3 separate regions of the Sus scrofa genome follow, and regions 1 and 3 are each linked to region 2. Evidence: chromatin contacts called from public Hi-C data. All regions are on one chromosome and are shown on one strand. Each heading gives the region's core, a stretch centred on a gene start, on an enhancer-like site or on the middle of the called end of the contact. The rest is flanking DNA. Distances are from core to core; before and after follow the strand shown. Region 1 overlaps TSPAN33 (tetraspanin-33). Region 2 overlaps SMO (smoothened homolog). Region 3 holds the start of TSPAN33 (tetraspanin-33).

Region 1 (2,700 bases), core at 40-2,539, 43 kb after region 2:
CCACCCAATTTATGATGATTTGTTACTGCAGCAATAGAACATAGAGAAGGAATTAGAACTTCACTGAACATTCTGTAAAATTTGTCCTCAAGTCCTTGTTTACTGTAGTGCTTGAGGCCCTAGGGGTACCTTTCTTGCCATGTCATCCCAAATTTTCATCATCCTTTAGGACTTTTCTCTCTACTTCTGCCCATCCAGCCTGATTTCTACAGCTCCATGAAACTTCCATTCACCCACCTTTGAGGCTCAGATTTGGTAGCTGTTGTAAGATCCTGGTGTTAACCCCACATGCTTGAGACTAGGGTTATTAGAAACAAATTCAGGGAGTAAATTAAATCGAAACGTGAAATTACATTAAGAAATCTTTCCAAAATTGAGGCATATTCCCTCCTGGCATCAGGCCAAAGAGTAAGAAAGCTAGATAAATGCCGAGAGCCAGAGACAATGAGAAGAGAATCTAGCTGGAAAACACTGAACCACACTCTAAGTTCCTGAACATTTGCATAGGGCAGTTTAAGGCTTGGGACTTGGTCAGAAATTCCCAACCCCTTTTGTCTAAGCCCAGACGGCTAAATGCTGAGAGACGGTAGAGACTTAAGTGTAGTTTGGAGTTTAAGAAATTTGGATTTGAATCTTTGGTCTGCAGACCAGCGTTCCTGGTCTTTTCCTCCAAGAGGCCCTAAATGAGCCCCCTGCCAGGTAAGCTTCTCAAATTCGGTGAACCTGGAACGTGCATCACCCCAGCTCCTAGCATGGACTTCTGGGTCTGCATCACCAAGTGAAGTAGTAAAAAGTGCAACTCTGGCTCTAAGAAGGCGCGCTTTTTTACTCTTCTCTCCCGGAATAAAAAGCCCTTATTTTTAATTTATTTGGGATGATTTTATTTTATTTTTCCATTCTGTTACTATCTGGAGCTAAACTGGCTGGGGCCCCGGGCGGCTGCTGGAAAGGCGCCCTTCCAGGAGCAGAAGGCTGGCTTAAGGGAAAGCGGGGCGGGGAGAGAATTCGCGACTCTGTCTTCCCTGCGCGGGAGGGCTTCTCCCCACGCTTTCCTCAGCCAGGCCAAACCCCTAGCGTGAGCCCCGCGACGGCGGGGCGCGGCGGGGGGAGTTGGGGTACGTCCGCTCAGCGGCGGGGCCGCGCCGCCCCCAGGACGGGGGATGGGCGCGGAGGCGCCGGGCCAGCCGCCGCGGGGGCGGGGACCACCCACGGCGCCGCGCGGCTCCGCCCCGGCCCCGCCCCGCGACGCGCCAGCCGGGCCTCCCGGGTCGCCGCCCTCTCGCGCGCTGCTCGGCGCTGGCGAGCCCGGCGCAGAGCCGGACGGTTTTCCGAGTCGTCACTAAAACGGGATGGGCCCCGGTACCCAACGCCCTCAGATGAAGGTGGAGGAGAGGACTGGAGGTCTAGACTGGGCCTGAAGAGATGACTTCTCTTTATCCCTCCTCCCTTCCCTGCGGAGAGGGCTAGACTGTGATTTCCGGACAGATCCTTCCCTAACGCATCCTGAATTTGGGTCAGCACATTAATGTAATTCACTTTAGTTCGGGGGGAAAAATGAACGTCAGGTTTGGGGATAAAATTACGCGGTTCCCAGATGCGAATTAGGAACCCCTCGATCTAGTTTAGACCAGAGAGGTCGCGGTTGCGGGAGGGGAGTAGGGCATTTGGTTAAGGGGGTGGGGGTGGGGGGTGGGGAGGTACCTCCTGGAGGCAGGCCCCCCCCACTCCCTTCCCCCACCCCAGGCTTGGCTCTTATACCCCTCCCCTTCCAGTTGCCGGAATGGAAAATTCATGGAGTCTAGCTTAGCCCAGGTCAACAAACTTTTATTGCCATTTCTGGCTCCCCCAGCCCCAGCAAGATCCCTGCTTACATTGTAGAAACACTAAGCTCTGATGCAGAGGAATGGGGGGTATTACCTCTCTTTCTTTGCACACTGCCAAGGTTAAGAAATACCCCACTTGCTGGGGAGGAAGGGCCAGACAGGGGAGGAATTCAAGGGCACCTATGGCTCAGTCCCACCTCTGCTGGCTTCAGAATATAGAGAGCATGGTTCCAAACATTTTTTTAAAGGAGGGGAGAAGAGATGAGTTTGGCTGCTATTGGACCCCTTGCCCTTGCTGCCCCGTTTCCATGGAAATGAGGGAGGGGCAGGATGTAGCTCACTCAGACTACCTGGGAGGATGGCCTGCCAGGCAGTTAGTAAACACATCGCCTTCCACTCCTACCCAGCACATACAACTGTCCCCATCCGACCCCCATGCTCATTGCCTGCTCCACTCTCTTCCCTTCTGGAGCTGGTATCATGTCAACTGGACTCCAGGCGGGGTTCCTGGTGTCCACTCCCCAGGAAGGTCTCGCTGGCAACAGCCAGAATCTGAGAATGTTCAAGCTCAGGAGCAGCCCTAGCAGAGTTGTCAGTTTTAGCGCCTCTGTGAGAAGCCTAATGCCCGCACAACTCTGTGCCCCTGCTGTTGCTCAAGCAACTCTGCTCAGACAAAACAAAACAAACCAAACCAAACATAAACCCAAATGCTTAAGGTTAGAAACAGAACAAAACAACAATGCTGAGAGCTAGGAGGGGGAGAGGGGCCACATCCTTCCCAGCCTTGAGCCACCTGTGCACCCTGCCTTCTGCAATCTGGAGTTGCTTCTTCCCCCTGGGCTCTCACTCTGGGGGGCTGGAATCCAAATCTCCATTT
Region 2 (2,700 bases), core at 25-2,524:
TGATGGCAAGAATAAGCAAGGCAGGCAAGCACAAGGCGAAGGGAGTGGCCAGAGGGAACACAGCACCAGGGAAGCCTGGAGAGGAGGACAATCCAAAGGTCAGAAATGACAGTGGAAGGAGTCTGGGTGGCATAGTCAGGAAGACCCTGCGCCCAGTGGCTGTCACTAGCGACCAGGTTGTGGGCAAGTCATTTTGCAAACTAGCTCCTCCGATCCTTCTGACTGAAACAAGAGGCAGTAGAGTGCAGTGGCCGAGAGCCAGGTGACTCTGGAGCCAGAGGGCCCTGAGGCAATCCCAGTGTTGTCACTTACTCCGTGGCTTCAGGCAAACTGTCGAGCCTTTCTGTGCCTCAGCGTCTTGGGGGTGGTAAGGATGCCTCATAGGTCTGTTGTGAGATTCAACAGGTTTGTACATATAAAATGCTTAGAAGAGAGCTAGCGAGCATTTAATAAGAATTAGCTGCTATTGTATTTATTATTATACACATGTAAAGTACCTAGAATATGATCAGTCAGTTCCTTTTCCTCTTTCCCTGGAACTTGGCTCTGGGCAAATCGCTTGTGCCCCGATCAGTTGAGCTCCCCTCCTGAACACTGCTAATACCCCACGATACCCTCCGAGTTGTCTGGAGGAACTGCCCCCGTCCCTCCACAGATCTGTTCCGCAGCATCCTGAGCCTAGTTTCCAGTCTTCTACGGACATCTTTTTGGAGGAAGTGGGGCTGACAAGCTTCCCTCCGTGAAGCCGGAATTCCTTTGACTGCTCAGGGGAGGAAGCCAAGGATCAGAATGCACCTGGTCCGGAGTTCCCGTTGTGGTGCAGCGGAAATGAATCCAACTAGGAATCATGAACGTGCGGGTTCGATCCCTGGCCTCACTCAGGGGGTTACGGATCCGGCGTTGCCGTGAGCTGTGGTGTAGGTCGACGACACAGCTCGGATGCCACGGCTGCTGCTGTAGCTCTGATTAGACCCCTAGCCTGGGAACCTCCATATGCCATGGGTGCAGCCCTAAAAAGCAAAAAAAAAAAAAAAAAAAAAAGAATGCACCTGGTTTCACAGACATCTCTTGTAGAGGCAAGAGGTCCCAGAGAGGGGCCCAGGATTGCCCATCTACACTCCCCGGCAGGGGACACTTGCTTCCAGTCATCACCTCAGGAACAAGCTGTGTGTTCTTGCCCACTCATGATCAATGTGCAGTGAGGCAGCTGTGGCCAGAGCTTCTGTCCATAAATAGAGCCAACTGGCCAGGAAGGACGGCCAGCACATCAAGCTGACATCAGCTTAACATCTGTCAGTGGTGACCTCATCAGCACCAAGCTTGTGGCCTTCCAGAACAGCCCGAGGAGGATGTGGGAGAAAAATGAGATCAGGACCAAGCAGATAGTGAAGTCAAGATGGGGGCCTATGGAAAGCAGCAGACTCAGAGTTTATACAAAAACCTTTTATTTACTGTGTATGCTTCGTCTCCCTATCCCTACCCACTGATCTGGAACCCGGCCAGCTGCTAAGGCTTCTTGCTGTCTGGTGCTTGAAACTGGGGCCTTGGGAACTTGGGTGGGGGTTATGGGAGGTGGGAATCCCTTCACCCACTGGTTATGGAAGTTGAAGGAAGCTCTCCTGCTTGGCTGAAGCGTTAGCAGCTTCCCAGGGTAGCCCCTCAAGTCAGAGGAGCCACCCCCCACTGGACAGAGAAAGAGGAAGAGCGAGCACGTATCTCTTGGTGGCCCAGAGGCTCCCCGGGACTCACGGCTTCTATACCACACCCGGCGCTATAGCTTTAGCTGAACCTGTCTCCCACCTGGAGAGGGGAGGCCAGCAGTAAAGGGGCGGGGGTGGGAGACAGAAAATGCTGTAATTCTGGGTCATCATCAACAAACAGGAAACAGGAGAGGGTGGCCTGGTTGAACTGAAATGGGGAAAGGGGGTGCAGGAAAACACAGGGTGGGTTACTGGCCTGGGGTGGAGCTGGCTGGACACTGAGAGGTTACAGCCCCGTGGGCATGGGCACACCCACCCCACAAGCACCCCGGAAAGGGAGGAGGGAGCTCCATCCCCACTTGGACAAAGGGCTAATGGCACAATCAACACTTTGGGTCTGCGAGTGCCAGGGAAGGGCACCCCCGGCACAGAAAAGGGCAGCCAGCCCTTACCTGCCAGACATGGGCTTGGCTGCCTCCCTGGCCACCACTGCCAATTCCCTGTACCGCCACCACTGCTTCCACCTTTTCTGGCCCACCAGAAGCTCTACATACCCCATGACTTCTGTTGGAGATAGATGCTGCCAGCCAGGCTCCAGCTGCTGGGGCAGAAACAAGGACCCTGAGCTCCAGGGCCTGGCCAGGGGTGAGGCCTATGGGTGGCAACGGCAGGGCTCTTTCCCACAGTCCTGCTGCGAGAGCCAGACACGAGGAACTCTCCTGGGGGCGCCGCTGGGCCCTCGGGTTCTCTGGAAGAGCAGACCCTGGGGAAGCACCCTCAGGGAGGAAGATGAGCCTTGGAACGTATTTGTTCCTCCTTCTTGTCCCAGGTCCTGCTCTCCAGGCTCAGAAGTCCGAGTCTGCGTCCATGAGTTCTGCCTCCATCAGGTTGGTGCGGGAGTGAATGGGCCCCAGCCCCGGCCGGCGGCCCTGCACCCAGGCCATGGGGGCTGGGGCGCTGGGCTCTGGGCAGAAGGGGTGGGAGACCAGGGTCCAGGTTC
Region 3 (2,700 bases), core at 106-2,605, 64 kb after region 2:
CCCGGAGGGCCTCAGGGATTCTCTAGACATGAAACAGGATTGAGCTAGCATTTCAAGATCTGGTCCAGCTGCATTCACAGCTCCAGCAGAGTATTTCCGACATCCTTGATCATGTGGCGTTTGATTTTACGGAGGAGAGACCAAGGCCTACAGAGGTGAGCGTATGGCCCAGGTTAGTCAAGTTAACAATTAATGGCAGAGTGGGGATGAAAATCCAGGCAGCCCCAGTCCAACATTTTTTTCCACTTTTCCAGCCCTAAGCAGAAGATTCTGAAAGGACCCCTGACCTTCCAGTCAAACACAGGGTCCTATTTAAAGAATCTGAAGACTGTCAAACTCCAGGGGCTAGAGTCTGGTCCCGAGCAAGGTGAGGCAAAGTTTGAGACAGTGCTGGGAAAGGCATCTACACCCGGAGGCCATTCCTGTCCTTTTTCCGCCTTTTGCGGGGGGGAAGGGAGGGTAGAGGCCTGCAAAAGGAAGAGATGAGAGCCCCTTAACCCCTTCTCTCTGAGGTAAGGGAGAAGGAAGGTTTGGGTTTCCCCCTCTTCCTCTTTTCTTTGCTATCAGGGCCTCCCAGGCCAAAAAATCCCCCAACGATGGGATTTTTAACTACTAAGACTGCTAACACGTATCAGTGGGTCTGCCTTCGACCAACAAGAAAACCCACTCCTCCCGCTCAAACCCACCTTTTTTTTTTTTTTTTTTTTTTTTTGGCCTAAAACAGACCCTCCTCCGCTGCCCATGGAATACCCATAAGTCTTTACTGAATCCCTTGCAGACCCCCCCCACCCCAACACCCCCTACACACAAGGCGTCACTGTGGTGTCCCTGCCTAGGATAAATTACCCCAAAGTGCGGTCTTCCCGGAAAACTAGGCAGTGCGGCTCACCACGCTCGCCTCGAACCCGGCATCCGGGGACAACCCTCCTCAGCCGCGGGCAGCCCACTCAGCCCTCCAGGGGGTGCCCTGCCGCCCAGATGCCCCCACGAGCCCCCAAGACTCACCCAGAAGAGCATGTTGAAGAAGAAGAGCAGGTATTTCACCAGCGGGCTGACGAAGGAGAAGTCCTCCCCGTAGGCAGCCGGCGCCCGGGGTCTCCGGGCCATGGTCCAGCCGCCGCCGCCCCCGGGGGCCTATCTCCCCGCGGCGGCCGGCCCACCTGAGCGCTCCGCGCCGGGAGGCATGAGCCGCGCCACCGCTGGAGCCCGAGCGGCGGCGAAGCTGCGGCGCGGCGGGAGGTGCCCGCGCCGTGCGTCCGGAAGAAGCGCGGGCTGAGGAACGGCGCCGCCACTGGAGCCGCCGGGAGTCGCGGGAGCCACCGCGGGCAGCGTGAGCGGCTGAGACTCCGCTGCGGCCAGAGGACCAGCCCGGCCCGCCGGGCTCCCAGGAAACCGGGCCCGCCCCAGGCCGCCCATTGGTTGGTCTGCCAAAACCCGACTTCTCATTGGCCAGCCTCTGGTGTCACTTAGTGTCCAACCATCCCTCTTTTCTGAAAGGCGGGGGAGACACCTGTTCTGCGAGGGACAACTTGTTAAAGGGTCAGTGATTCTGCCTCCACCCTCAAGAAGAAAACATCCAGGCTGCAGCTATTCAAGGGAAAAAGGATCAGAAGGAATGCACGCTGCATCACACACCCACTCCTCTACGCAGTTGCTGTGCACCATATGCAAACACACATACACTAAAATCAACAAGTACGTAGACCATATGTTGAGCAATGCGCTGAAAACTGTGGGACACAAGAATCCGGGGTTGAGGGGGATGACAATAAAATCAGAGACAAAACGAACCTACATATAGCAATTGAGAATATTTAAGAGTAGCTGCAGTCCTGTTTAGTAACTAGATATATACGTATTTATGTATATATATTTATGTATATGTGGGGTTTTTTTGTTTTGTTTTGTTTTGTTTTGCCGCACCAGCTGGCATGTGGAAGTTCCCAGGCCAGGAGTTGAACCCGTACCACAGCAGCTACCAGAGCCACTGCAGTGATAACACTGCATCCTTAACCTGCTGCACCACAAGGGAACTCCAGTAACTGCATATTTTAAATGCTTATTTCAAAAACTCTATAACCCAATGGTGGAAATTTGGAAACATCACCAACAATGCTACCATCCTAATTCATCACCGTTTCAATCCTCACCTCCCTATTTAAGTCTTGGTGTCTTGGTCTACACCGGTTTTAAACACGGTGATCTGGCACGCACAGGTTGAGTGAAATGTAGGTGGTGGACCCTGCCTGGCTACCATAAGTAACACAAACACGAATGCTGAAGACTGTTTGTATCACCACCCCCAACCCAAACTCAGATGTTGAAATCTTGCCTCCCAAGGTTATGGTATTAAAGATGGGGCCTGGGGTGGGGGTGGGGGGGTGGTTTTGCTTAGGTCACAAGAAATGGAGCTTTCATGAATGGGATTAGTGCCTTTGTAAAAGAGACCCTAGAGCGCTCCCTAACCCTCTCTGCCAGGTTAGGACACAGCGAGAAGACAGCTGCCTAGGAATCAGGAAGTAGGCTCTCACCAGAAATTGAATCTGTGGGTGTCTAGATCTTGGACTTTCTAGCCTCCAGAACTGTGAGAAATATATTTCTGTTGTTTATAAGCCACTCAGTTCATAGCAGTTTCTTTATAACAGTCTGAACAGAGTAAAACAATTATTTCAGCCTCATCAGTTGTATGACTTGGGCCAA

Evidence for each region. A called contact is a pair of places that touch in the nucleus more often than the background predicts.
Region 1: a Hi-C map of skeletal muscle shows a contact between it and region 2, with 5 times the contacts expected there. The contact joins two enhancer-like sites. A contact is called at or near these places in 2 of 5 promoter capture datasets (fetal liver and liver), 26 of 47 Hi-C or Micro-C datasets (adipocytes, adipose tissue, alveolar macrophages and 14 more) and 1 of 2 datasets of contacts at active chromatin or transcription factors (skeletal muscle).
Region 3: a contact with region 2 is called in a Hi-C map of skeletal muscle, with 3 times the contacts expected there. The contact joins the promoter of TSPAN33 here to the enhancer-like site in region 2. A contact is called at or near these places in 7 of 47 Hi-C or Micro-C datasets (adipocytes, fibroblasts, liver and 4 more) and 1 of 2 datasets of contacts at active chromatin or transcription factors (skeletal muscle).

The regions. Positions count from the first base shown.
Region 1 is chr18:19,491,807-19,494,506 of Sscrofa11.1, forward strand. TSPAN33 (tetraspanin-33) reads right to left here. Exons shown (of 8, transcript XM_003134681.4): 8 at 1,804-2,700. Among named protein-coding and RNA genes, the nearest start is that of SMO, 14 kb to the left of the region's middle. Within about 2 kb of position 1,290, at least 37 of the 83 cell types and tissues checked have an H3K27ac peak or open chromatin away from gene starts, as enhancers often do. A contact at or near this core is called in adipose tissue, retroperitoneal adipose tissue and skeletal muscle, where this site is marked.
Region 2 is chr18:19,449,302-19,452,001 of Sscrofa11.1, forward strand. It overlaps SMO (smoothened homolog), which reads right to left. Exons shown (of 12, transcript XM_003134680.5): 12 at 1,429-2,700. The coding sequence ends at 2,546. Among named protein-coding and RNA genes, the nearest start is that of AHCYL2, 8.8 kb to the left of the region's middle. Within about 2 kb of position 1,275, at least 9 of the 83 cell types and tissues checked have an H3K27ac peak or open chromatin away from gene starts, as enhancers often do. A contact at or near this core is called in adipose tissue, retroperitoneal adipose tissue and skeletal muscle, where this site is marked.
Region 3 is chr18:19,513,006-19,515,705 of Sscrofa11.1, forward strand. TSPAN33 (tetraspanin-33) reads right to left here and starts at 1,356. Exons shown (of 8, transcript XM_003134681.4): 1 at 1,006-1,356. The coding sequence starts at 1,107.